Linked DNA regions of Danio rerio: regions 2 and 3 are each linked to region 1. A link is a contact called in public HiChIP or PLAC-seq data. All regions are on one chromosome and are shown on one strand. The core of a region is the stretch at or near the end of the contact, and the rest is flanking DNA. Distances in the headings are between cores, read along the strand shown.

Evidence for each region. HiChIP or PLAC-seq counts read pairs in DNA pulled down with a chosen protein or histone mark.
Region 2: a contact with region 1 is called in an H3K4me3 HiChIP or PLAC-seq map of gastrula embryo, with 5 times the contacts expected there. The contact joins the promoter of tp53 here to the promoter of dgcr8 in region 1. A contact is called at or near these places in 2 of 4 datasets of contacts at active chromatin or transcription factors (embryo and gastrula embryo).
Region 3: an H3K4me3 HiChIP or PLAC-seq map of gastrula embryo shows a contact between it and region 1, with 5 times the contacts expected there. The contact joins the promoter of eif4a1b here to the promoter of dgcr8 in region 1. A contact is called at or near these places in 2 of 4 datasets of contacts at active chromatin or transcription factors (embryo and gastrula embryo).

What each region holds. Positions count from the first base shown.
Region 1 is chr5:25,176,043-25,180,189 of GRCz12tu, forward strand. It overlaps dgcr8 (DGCR8 microprocessor complex subunit), which reads left to right and starts at 1,964. Exons shown (of 14, transcript NM_001122749.1): 1 at 1,964-2,075; 2 at 2,816-3,815. The coding sequence starts at 3,126. mir1306 (microRNA mir-1306) reads left to right here and starts at 3,209; the gene lies at 3,209-3,277.
Region 2 is chr5:24,741,077-24,745,223 of GRCz12tu, forward strand. It overlaps tp53 (tumor protein p53), which reads left to right and starts at 1,671. Exons shown (of 11, transcript NM_131327.2): 1 at 1,671-1,839; 2 at 2,477-2,531; 3 at 2,772-2,820; 4 at 2,913-3,089. The coding sequence starts at 2,479.
Region 3 is chr5:24,874,518-24,878,664 of GRCz12tu, forward strand. eif4a1b (eukaryotic translation initiation factor 4A1B) reads right to left here and starts at 1,894. Exons shown (of 11, transcript NM_201510.2): 1 at 1,846-1,894; 2 at 1,191-1,239; 3 at 767-899; 4 at 481-620. The coding sequence starts at 1,868. senp3a (SUMO specific peptidase 3a) reads right to left here. Exons shown (of 11, transcript NM_001105114.1): 10 at 4,045-4,095; 11 at 3,059-3,743. The coding sequence ends at 3,633. LOC141385809 (a long non-coding RNA gene) reads left to right here. Exons shown (of 4, transcript XR_012406848.1): 3 at 3,684-3,773.

The sequences.
Region 1 (4,147 bases), core at 714-3,213:
CTGTCAAGAAAGACACTGGTTTAGTTTCGAACATGTCAATATAGAGCCTATTTCATTGTTTAGAGATAAACATAGACCACTTTTGAAAGCGTATAATATTTTGAATGTAGATGTAATTGGTATCAGTGCAGTCTGATGTTGTCCTATAGCTCGATGATAAAATTTTAAGAATTATTCATTAATGTTGTGTTGATTCTGGACAAATTATTCATTTTTTTTTCTGTGTGTAAAAGAGTCTTTATTTGTCTTAATTCTTTCCAGTACTGCAGTGTTTGTAAACTAAACATGAAAATGAAATTTGCTGAGTTGATAAGAGACATGATTTAGTAAAAGAGGGTTAAAATACTATATTGTTTTCTATAGTTTACTCCCATTTTATAATGTGAATTCATGAATGCCATTATAAACGTAAAGTTGTTTATTAATAATAAAGATAAAAGTTTCATAAAGTCATATGAAAACATTTGCATTTGCAGTGTTTATTGTGAAATGATATATAAGGATCTACATTAAACTGCAGTACATATACATTCTTAGTTTGATTTCTGTGTGAAACAGATTTGAATGTAACAGTATCTCCACATGTGCCCATATGCTTTCTGCAGTATAAACAAGACACAAATGAAAGGCAAACGTGAACTTTTTGAGAAACAGAGGAGGGTGACAGAATTTGATTACCCGTTTGCTGCCTCGTCTGATTAACCCTTGTGTATGTTCATAGCACAATACTTTCAAGAATATATACAAGTGCAGATGTGCTTGATTTATTTATTTTTTAAGTACCATTCATACAAGTAGATGTTGGGGCGTTGTAATTGCAAGTGTTAAATATTACAATAATTCACACACACATACAAATCAGCTTGCCTTGTATAATCTGCATTCAGATACTATTGGTGACTAATACACCCCTGCATATTTGTAACTTTTGGTAGACAAAATTATTGTATGACATTTTACATATACGATCAGTTTTGGGCAGCGATGCCCAAACTCAATCCTGAAGGGCCGGTGTCTTGCAGATTTTAGCTTCATCCACAATTAGACACACCGGAACCAACTAATCAAGCTTTTACCAGGTATTCTAAAAAGCTTCTGGCAAGAGCAAGTTGAAGCTAAATTCTACAGGACTTTGGCCCTCCAGAACTTAATTTGGGCAGCCCTGGTGTAAAGTACCTTATTGGACACTTTTAATGCTTCCAAACTGTTTGCTGTGTGTCTTAAGGTAGTTCAGTATGATGGGATTTACTTTCTATGTAGGCTACGGTTTGATTGGACGGAATTTTCTAATTCCCATAGATAGGAAAAAATAGAGTAGTGACTGCAGGTTGAAGGAAGTAGTGGAGTAAAACACACACAGCACTAATGTACTCAAGGGAAGGTACACATTGTTAAAACTATGTAGTAAATTACTAATCCTGAGAAAAAAAACTACTCAGAGTAATTTGAGTATTTGTAATCTGTTACTTTACACACTGTATACGACATATATTTTATATTTGAAATCCAAACACGAAATTGTATATCTTTTATACAGTGTATCACATAGGCTACATAATTTGCATATTAGATTTGAATAGGACATTAGTAAATCAACAGATTCATTGGAAAGATTCGACTCAACGACTCGTCAACAAAGTTTGGCATGTTTGAAAAACTTGTTACACGTGTATTCATGTTTTAACAACTACATAATGACATAAAATTACACTCGAGTGTGCTCTCACATTCACAAAATTCATTCTTACACACTTGATAAATGCAATTTTGTGAGTGTTGGGTAATGCACGGGTGTAGTATTTATTTCATTTCCCCAATAATCACACAAATAGTATCAAGACTTCCTAAATTGCAATTCAGCGACATCGGAAGCAAGTTTCTTCAGTAAATATGAATCAAGCCGATTGGGCCAATCACATGTGCGTGGGCGCCGGTTGAGAGGCGTGTTCAGAAAGATCTGATGCTGCTCAGCTCTGCAGTGAAGATGGCGGAGAGAAGACACGGCCATCTGAAGCCAATCAGCAGAAAATGCCTATGATTGCATGCTGGCTTCAGTAGACGCGTTGTCTAATTGGGTAAGTAAAAGAAAATCGTTTGCTCAAACATCAGTGATATTTTCTCCTGCCGACGTTAATCTTTATCGCGCATGCTTTGGTCGAAAAGGTTCGGTTGGCGTGTACGATTCATTCTTATACCGTATAAGGACTCACTAATCGAGTCTTCGACTGGTTTCTGCCGAACAAAATAAAAAGCTTGAACAAACCTGGTTTAATAGCCGAGCAATGTGACGTTAAATTGTAGTTTTTAATGTCGTGAGGAATTGCAGCCATTTTGTTTAGCTTCGCTTAGCCGACAATTTAGCAAGGGCCTTTGGGGCTTCAGCTTGTTATGATGCGTTTTAAATACAGTGTTTATTTTTTAGGCTGTCATGTAGCTACATCACACTACAGTATAGCAAATAAATACACAGTTAATATGAGGTAATGCCACTTCGTTATGCGTTGTGATGAGTTAAACGTTGAAAATGCAGAGTTTTGCACTCTTAATTTGCTCTTCCAATATAAAATTAGCATTTAAGACCTGGAAATGTTTTATTTTGTTTGTAATTAGAGCTAAAATGCACCATAAATGCATGGCTTGATTTTATTTTTAAACTAAATGCATCTTCCTCAGTGTTTCTGTGTTCTTTAAATTATCGTTTGCATTTACTTAATTTCAAAACCTAAAGAAACTATTCATTACAAGTCAGTTTTAATGTGCCATAAAACTTTTTCCCAATGTCTCTTGATTTTTCTTTTTCCTTTCTCTTTTTCAGTACTGACAGAAGATCTGGCCTCCTGGGATGGACAGTGCTTAGATATGGGAACCATTTAAGCTGAATGCATTGTGATTTCCAATAATTGAGACAGTAATTTCTAAAAAGCTGTCTACATTAATGAAAAGAACAATGTAGTCAGCTTAGCATATTCAACCATGTACATGACTATTACTAAATAGGAGTTTCAAGCTTTATAATGTATACATGCATGTGTTAGGGCTGCAATTGTTTTAGTTAAATCGGGCACATCTCTCCCCAATTGTGTTCTTGTATCAGTTTTAGCATAGCTATTTTTAAGAAATTAAATATGGATGTAAATGAGATTTTACCTCCCCTCCCATTGGAGCCACCTGACGCAGTATTGGCGGGGAATGATTACAGTAAAGCACCTCCACCACCTCCCCTGCAAACGTCCAGTGACGCAGAGGAAATGGACGTTAGCTCTGGTGGTGATGGACACCAACACACCCCAGCAGTGGACAGGGACGAACAGCTTCTCCTCAACAAACGCACATTGTCTGTTAGTAGCCGCCCATCAGATAGTACTGACCCCATGACTACTTGCCCTAGAACCGCTCGCCATGCTCCCCCTGTTACCAAGTTTTTACCTGATCTCAAACTCCTCAGAGACGTAAAGATCAGTGTCAGCTTTTCGGACAGCAGTAAGAGCAAAGACAGGAAGGTGTTGTACACTGGTTTTGGGCAGGTTAGCGATGAAGATCAGAGCCTAGAGAGCATAAACGGAGAATTGCATGATTCTGTAATGATGAGAAGCGTGCCTGGCAGTTCAGCTATGAGCACTGGCTTCATGGGTTTAGCTAGAACTAGAGAAGAGCTGGAGGCAGAGCAGGAGAACAAGGTTGAGTTCGCTGTGCTGGATGACCTGGAAGATTTCAGCGAGAACTTTCTGGAAGATGGAGAGCCAAGTGCTTTCAGGTCTCAGATGATAGTTCAGCAGGAGCAAGTGCACGAGGAGGACCTGAGTTACTCCTATGAGGTAAAATGCATGGTTTGTTACGATTATAATTTCCTCTTTGTTAAAGGGATGGTTCATCCAGCAATTAGAATTTACTCTGCCTTGAGTTTTATCCAAACCTTTAAGTTTCTTAATACTGTTGAACAGTAAAGGTGGTATTTTGAGTACTGAAAACCTGTAGCCTTTGATTCCTTAATAGGATAAACAACTACGTTGGAAGTCTGTGGTTACAGGTTTCCAGCTTTCTTTAAAATATCTTGTTTTGTTTACCAGAAGAAACTCAAAGGTTTGAAATAAACGTAAATGATCACAGATTTGTCTTCGGGATGAACTATGCCTTTAAATTGAAATAA
Region 2 (4,147 bases), core at 421-2,920, 440 kb before region 1:
TTTTTTTAAATACACAAAAATTTGAGAGGTATTAAAACAAAGTGGCTTTGGCATCACAATAATTCTTTGAAGGTAAAAAAATATTATATTTCATGTCTTCAAAACATAATAGGTCTAGGCATATTTCTCAGTCAATTAATAATGCCCTCGAAAAATATGACTTATTCCACCATGCATGCGAATGTTTACAATACAATATAAAATATATGTTTGGGGTTTTGCTTCTGATTCGCTCTCTTTTTACTCTCTTCTCATATTGTTGTCAATCACACAAATATTTCAAAATAACGCAAACTGGGTGACTTATCAGATTAAATTAATTGCTTCTGTCCTAAAAAGGTGCTTTTTCAAGATCATACAGTCTTACTTAAAGTAATTGTTTCATGTCTGATTTATCCTTTTTATGCCAGGAAATGTTTTTTCAGAAGGCTGTATTTCTTGTGTATGTTATACAACATAAATGACTGCTGACACCTATTCTTTATACATACTTGACTGAAATCAAACCAAAGCCTACCTGTTTCATATTATAAGCAGTTTCCTTAGGCCTATTGTATGTAAGATAAACTGCTTATTATCCTAAACGTGGGTGACAATAACAGTTACATTTCTGAAATGGGGTGAGGCAGTGGCGCAGAAGCTAGTGCTGTCGCCTCACAGCAAGAAGGTTGCTGGGTCGCTGGTTCGAACCTCGGCCTCAGTTGGCGTTTCTGTGTGGAGTTTGCATGTTCTTCCTGCCTTCGCGTGGGACCGTGGGTTTCCTCCGGGTGCTCCGGTTTCCCCCACAGTCCAAAGACATGCAGTACAGGTGACTTGGGTAAGCTAAAATTGTCCCTAGTGTGTGTGAATGTGTGTGTGGGTGTTTCCCAGAGATGGGTTGTGGCTGGAAGGGCATCCGCTGCGTAAAAACTTGCTGGATAAGTTGGCGTTTATTCCGCTGTGGCGACCCCGGATTAATAAAGGGACTAAGCCGACAAGAAAATGAAATGAAATTTCTGAAATGCGATACTTACTTCATAAACTTTCAGTCTGAGTGATGAAGTGCTCATGACAGTCTTCCTCTCCCATGATGTGGGGACACAACTAGTCAGTCAGTGGTTTCACTAATGATTTTACGGACGGACCAATCACAGACATTGTGTGGCTGTAATCTATGTAAAGCACAGTAATTTTAATAAGCCTTTGGAGCTCATTATTTTATAATATCCAGTAAACCACTAATAACCGACTTTCAGTTTGTTCTGTAGATTGCAATTTGACGCCTTCCATGTGATTTCTTAAATCACAGCAAGGACACATCTGCCTCGCATCCCTCTGTTTATCTACCATTACAGATCCTTTCTTTGTTTCAATATTACTATTTCTGCGAAACGCAAGGTCAACAAGTGCTATTGTTCAATATAATATATAAAAACGCTGCAGATTTAAATCGTCTACGCGACCTGGATGCAGAAAGTTCACTGGACAAACAACTTCCTCGTTTAATAGATCCCGCCCTTTTGCAACACTCGAATTAATTGGCATAAAACAGACAACGTTAGTTATAAATATAAAGTGGAATGAAGCATCGATTCGTGCATTAAAATCGATATTTTTCTGCAGCGTTTTCTTTTTTCTTTCAATTAATTCATTCTCTGTCCGTCAGGTGACGCTGACGTCACATGCTCCTCCTGTAACTAGGGGAATCCCCAAAACTCCACGCGGATTTGCTTTGTGGATGTCCAATAACCTCCTTGTTTTGGTCATTCTTTAAGTCGATCGACTACATATCCGGGCAATCCGAAAGTCGATAATCGTAGTTTAGTGGAGAGGAGGTCGGCAAAATCAATTCTTGCAAAGGTAACAAAGCGAAACTTTTATTGACTAGCGTTAGTGGTTTGATCGATCATATTTATTAACGTTAACTAGTGTTTGTAGATTCAGCTGTTTGTATATTAAGTAAAAGTCGGGATTTGGTGTGCAACATCATTGGACCGCTTGTGTGTTGTATTATTGTAACAAACTGACGTCGATTCGATAAAAACTGGTAATGAATTAAGAGTGAAACTCGTATTTCGAACTTTAGGCCCGACATCGCTTTAAACGTTACTAAAACGTTGATGTTAACGTTAGCCGCTAAGCCTGTTAGCTAGCTAACATTAGCTGTCGAAAATGCAAACTTAGAGTTTCAGTATAATAGCTTTAGGTGACTTTTAGAAATCTTATGTACAGGTATGCGCATTTTTATTCATTTTTAGCTATATCTACTTGCGCGACAGAACTGTGAAGCTAATAAGCTAACGTTAAGCGGCATCTTTGCGACTCTGAGCGATCGCCTGTTTTTTAAATTTAAAGTGAATGTACATGTTATATAAATATCACACTTTGCATAAGAAACAACATCCCGACTTTTATTTTAACGTTATAGTAATTTTAGTTGTCGTGATATATTATTTCCCCCCAGGTTTTTATGACTTTCGTGTTTATAATTTCACAGCAATGGCGCAAAACGACAGCCAAGAGTTCGCGGAGCTCTGGGAGAAGAATTTGATGTAAGTTCGCAAGGGTCGCACTCCTGATACACAACGCTCCTCTTTTTCCTGCCTCTCTAAATTTCCCCGTATTTTTGTTAGCAGCCATGTCAGGTTGCTATAATGTACCTGTCTTAATATTTTTGGTGTTTGCTTGTTTAAGATGCATCTGTCGAACGTATTGTTTATCTGGAGTTCTTTGTATGAGCTTCAACAGATTAATACTAATTTCTCTCTCTTCCTTTTCAATTGTCTCAGAAGTATTCAGCCCCCAGGTGGTGGCTCTTGCTGGGACATCATTAATGATGAGGTATTTAAAAAAATAATCTCAAACACCCAGAAATCTCTATTTTCCTCTTTTGGTTTTCAGTGTTGAACTTTTGTTTGTTCTGTGTTTGCCAGGAGTACTTGCCGGGATCGTTTGACCCCAATTTTTTTGAAAATGTGCTTGAAGAACAGCCTCAGCCATCCACTCTCCCACCAACATCCACTGTTCCGGAGACAAGCGACTATCCCGGCGATCATGGATTTAGGCTCAGGTTCCCGCAGTCTGGCACAGCAAAATCTGTAACTTGCACTGTGAGTCAAAAGCGCATACACACACATACTTTCACAAATTTAATGGAAAGAGACATTTCAGTATAGTTGATCAATCTAGTAATCTTAAATTAAACATTCATAATCCATAATGAAAATATCACAAAACTGTATGTAGAAATCTGTTTGCATATGTGCCATGGTTTGCTCATAATCTGTGTAAATTATTCAGAAATAAAATTAGGGTTAGTGACAAATATGACTGATAATATACTGTATAAGTGTATGTGCAAAGTGGTTATATGATGGTAGTAAGATGGCTAACTTCAGTATGTAGCATATAGTAGTCTAAATGTGGACATGTAGCTGAAGTCATGCAGAGATGCAGGTTGTTCTTACTGGTGAGCGTTGAATCTGAATGCTGAGGATACCACACGGCTTCATTCATTCATTCTTCCCCTCCTCCTCTCCTGTGCTGAATGATATCTCAGGCCTCCTATCTTTTGTATATTCACCACTTGACTTCAGAGATGGTTGTTGTAGTCATTTAGCTCGTTGGTCTGACATCAGGTGTGGGCAAATAAGAAGATTATTTCTTACAGCATTGTCTGAAGACATGAATGGGCATGTTCTCATGTGCAGCGCCAAAAAGTTATCCGGTAGTGGTGGGGTTAAAAAAAAAAGTGACGTCGCACAGCGTACCACCCACAACCAAACCTTTTTTTTTTTCTTTCTTCAGTTGAACTATTGGTTTAGAACTTTTTAAATGCTCACTTTTTAGCCTAAATATTTACTCTGTAATCTAATAGCTCCTGTCACCCTACATGAGTGAATTGGTGCGGAATAAACTTTAGATGTTTAAATTGAATTTTGAAAACCGAGGCTATTTTATTTGCTTTAATAGTGAAATTAAAGAGAGATCATTCATTTGTGGTTAGGATCAATGATTTGATAATTAAGTCAAAAAATGTTGTTAATTTATTTTGGATGTTTAATAGATAATTATCAGGAGATGTTATGGCAAGTGAGTTTTTTTACAACGATATGTGGAAAAATTAAGTTCTTACCAAGACAAGCTGATCTGATGTTCATTCTGTCAA
Region 3 (4,147 bases), core at 644-3,143, 300 kb before region 1:
TTTTTGGATTTTGTGCAGATGGACTTCACTACAAAATCATTTGTAGTTTTTTCAAAGTGATTATCTTGTGATATTATATTCATATCACAGAAAAACTAAATATTGCAATGTCAGTTTTTCCAATATCATGCAGCCCTAATCTACTGCATTATTATTTATATTATTTTTCAATACATTTGAAAAGTTATTCTTGAAATCTTAGTGTATTAGCATTTTGCTTGGGTAACTTAGGGACAGGTCAGGATCGGAACTCTTCCCTACCTCTAAAGTGGGGAATGGCTAAAAATGAAGAAACACTGATCTACCTATACTCTTTTGCAACTGAAAACAGAAAATAAATGTCTAATTACCAACTTTAGTTAGATACATGCTTAGAAAAACATGACAATATGTGAAATTGCTTTATAAAATGGACATTCATTAACAGCAAATGATCACACTGACAAATAAAAATAGTACTTGTAATAAAAAGGCACTGACCTGCTGAGCCAGTTCACGGGTGGGCGCCAGGACCAAAGCTTGAGTGCCCTTCAGCTCTATGTCAATCTGCTGCAGGATGGAGATGGCAAAAGTGGCAGTCTTGCCTGTGCCCGACTGGGCCTGAGCAATGACATCATATCCTACAACAGGGAAAGAGATGTACATGCATTATTGATGAAACAGAATGAATGGTTTTCAAGCTTCAAAAGATCAGCCATGGCAGCTACAACTCACATGGAAACGTCCCCCCCTTTTTTTTTTAGGACAAACATTAAAAGTGTCTTACCCTTGATGCAAGGGAGGATAGCCCTTTGCTGGATGGCAGAGGGCTTCTCAAAACCATAAGCATAGATTCCCCTGAGCAGAGTCTCACGCAGGTTCATGTCATCAAAGCTGTCCACGATCTCATCCCAGTTACTCTGCAGTCACAGGGAAGAAAATAATTACATGTTAATTAAGAAAAGACCAAGTTCATCTTCATGCAGTCTCACTCTGAGAAAAAAAAAATGATTAGCTATTTGTCACTCTGCATAGCGCATAAAAGAAAACAGGTTGGCAGTTGTGCAGAAAAGGAATTGCTGACCCCCACAGTGAGGACAAGACTGTCAAAACAACTGACAGCACTTTCAGTTCAGTGCCAACCTGTTTATTACAGCTGCACCAAGAGTGACATACATTATATAATATACATTTCTTTTTTTTCCACTAACCTCAATGACTCCATCTGGCTCCATGCCCTCGGGGCCATTGTCTCTGGGTCTGGAAAGAAATGTCACACATCAACACCTCATAATAACGTATACTATACTTGGGCAATAATGTTTACTGTTTTATATATAAACAAGTCGCATTTTACAAACACAGCCGTATTCTGGTATTCATCTATCATTAATTACACTTGTCAATGCAGATAACCTTCCACGTAGTCTTAATGAAAATGTATTTAGATTGAATGTGTGAGAATGCGTGTTTAGGGAAATCAGGCTTTGCTAGGGGCCATATGTAGAGGGTAATGTGTCGAGCAGCCTGTCATCTATGAACACTAATTTAGGTTGCGATATAATTATTAAATTCATCAGATTGACGTAACACCCATCGTTGGCGGTCTAAATCGTAGTTTTGAGCCGTTGAAAAGTATATATCGTCCAACGTCAACGTCCTCAAGCAGGCCAGGGTTGCTAAGAGCTCATATGCTAAAAACGGTGGGCATTTTACTACTCGTTTACGACATTCAAGACCACGAAGCACGAGCCACGGCCAACAAAATCTAGAAGCGGAACGTCTGTAGCGACTGACAACATGTACGCATGCGACCTGTGGTGTTTAAATAAATACATAAAGATCGATGAGTTTCCGCGGCCCTACCTCCCTTCATAATCTGCCGACATTATCACAAAGGGCGAGCACACCGCGAAAATGTTTTATATAGTTTAACACGGGCTTCTTGGTCAAATTGTGATTGCTGCATTCGGCCATCAGTCAGAATATGTCCCGCCCTCCGCGTATTCTGATTGGACAGTGCAGACGTCAGTCAGTAGTAGTAACCGCCTTTAGGTGTTGGATAACGTTAAATGGGGCGGAACTTGACGTGTTATTCCTGCCCTTGCTGAAATGTAATTGGACTAAAGCTAACCTCAAAATATCATTTGCTTGGCCTACGGTCACGTAGAAAGCGTCCATTATATCCAGGTATGGCAATGCAGTGTAATCTTACCCAGAAACACTTTAAATAATAGTCTCTTGATGGGGAAGTGTTATTATATTACAAACTACCATTATATTTTAAACTATATATGATTATTTTTAATTGTAAGAGAACTTAACCCATTTCCCTGCTGAAAAATCCAGCTTAAACCAGCCTAAGCTGGTTGGCTGGTTTTAGCTGGTCGACCAGGCTGGTTTTAGAGGGGTTTTGGCCACTTCCAGGCTGGTTTCCAGCCATTTCCAGCCTGGTCTTAGCTGGTCAGGCTGGGAGATGACCAGCTAAAACCAGCTTGACCAGCCTGGCCAAGCTGGGAGTCCAGCCAAAACCAGCTATATCCAGCTTAAACCAGGCTGGTCAAGCTGGTTTTAGCTGGATTTGGCTGGTCATTTTCCAGCCTGACCAGCTAAGACCAGGCTGGAAATGGCTGGAAACCAGCCTGGAAGTGGCCAAAACCCCTCTAAAACCAGCCTGGTCGACCAGCTAAAACCAGCCAACCAGCTTAGGCTGGTTTAAGCTGGATTTTTCAGCAGGGTTACCTTAGTATTTTGTAGTAAAAACGTCTAGATAATTAGCATACATTTAGTTACCTTTCCAAACAACCGTAGGTGAGCTTGTACTTAGCTGCTGTATTCATTTTGATTGATTGATTTTATTTGACAATTTTACCAAAAATATACAAACAAGTGCAGTTAGACTAATTCATACATATTTAAAAAACTGTCGTGGATAAAATACACAAAAAAGCCACAGGACGAGCAAATTATAAATGACATGAAATAAATTTTGATGTCAACAACTGCTCTAAACAGCCTTAAATATCCTAATTAAACCAAGCAATTCCTAAAACACAAAAATTGTACACATGGATGACACTTATTGTCTTCATGTTTTTTATTAGTACAGCTTACAACAACGTATGCATCTCAAAAGATATAAAACGGTTTAATTTACAGCTGCACTTTTTTTTTCTCCATACTTTTGCATCTTAAATCGCACAGGTACATAACGACAGACAAACAATATTGAACAAACAAAAATAATATAGTGTCGTGGTCCATATTGACTCAGTATGTGTATAGCGCAATACATTTTTAAAATGTCTGCAAGTCTCCTTTCACCACTCAATGGAATTACTGTTTTAGCATACAAGTTACTGACATCAAGAACATGAAAAAAGTAATTGCCAACAAAATGGCGGCACCTAATGAACAGTTCACTGAGGTTGATCTCCCTCTCATTTCTAGAAACCAGCTTACTTTCTTTTCTTTTTTTTTAAATCTGAGCAAACAAACAACTGGGCTGAACAGAGGATGGCATTCACCAAGTCAAAATACAAAGTCATTGAAAGAAAAGAGGGATAAAAACGTTTGCACGTCCCACGCTGTCTGGACTTGGAGCTTATTTAGACGTGAAAGATGTCAAAGATCTCTCTTGCTCTTCTACGGTCTCACAGAGACAGTTTACAGTGACACAGTTCTTTGTACATTTGTCTCCGTAGCTTGGGCATATCCTGTTGGCCGAAGCTGAAAGGCTGTTCCAGGGCCAGGCACTTACAGTACTGAAGGACAGCAATCAGAAGAGTGAACATGTGAGTAAAACACACTAGAGAAGGTTGTTATTATATACTTATTACATACTTACAGCACCAGTTCTATATGGGTCAGGGGTTTTCAATCGTTAAACAAACAGGATAGCTTTAATATTTTTTAATTAAGACACTTGAATTGTATATAAAATAGCTTGTGAAAATTTAATTCAATGCAGACAGCAATTATTTACAAAATCAATCATTCATTAAGACGACAAGATACAGAAACGCAGAAACAGAGCTGACTAATGAGGTAAAAAAAAGTGCAAACCTGAAGGACAAAAGCTCCACAATCACTGTCATTGTTCTGCCTTGCCACATTCTAGAAGATTCCAAAACACACAATAGTCAACAGCAACATACACAAACAGCTT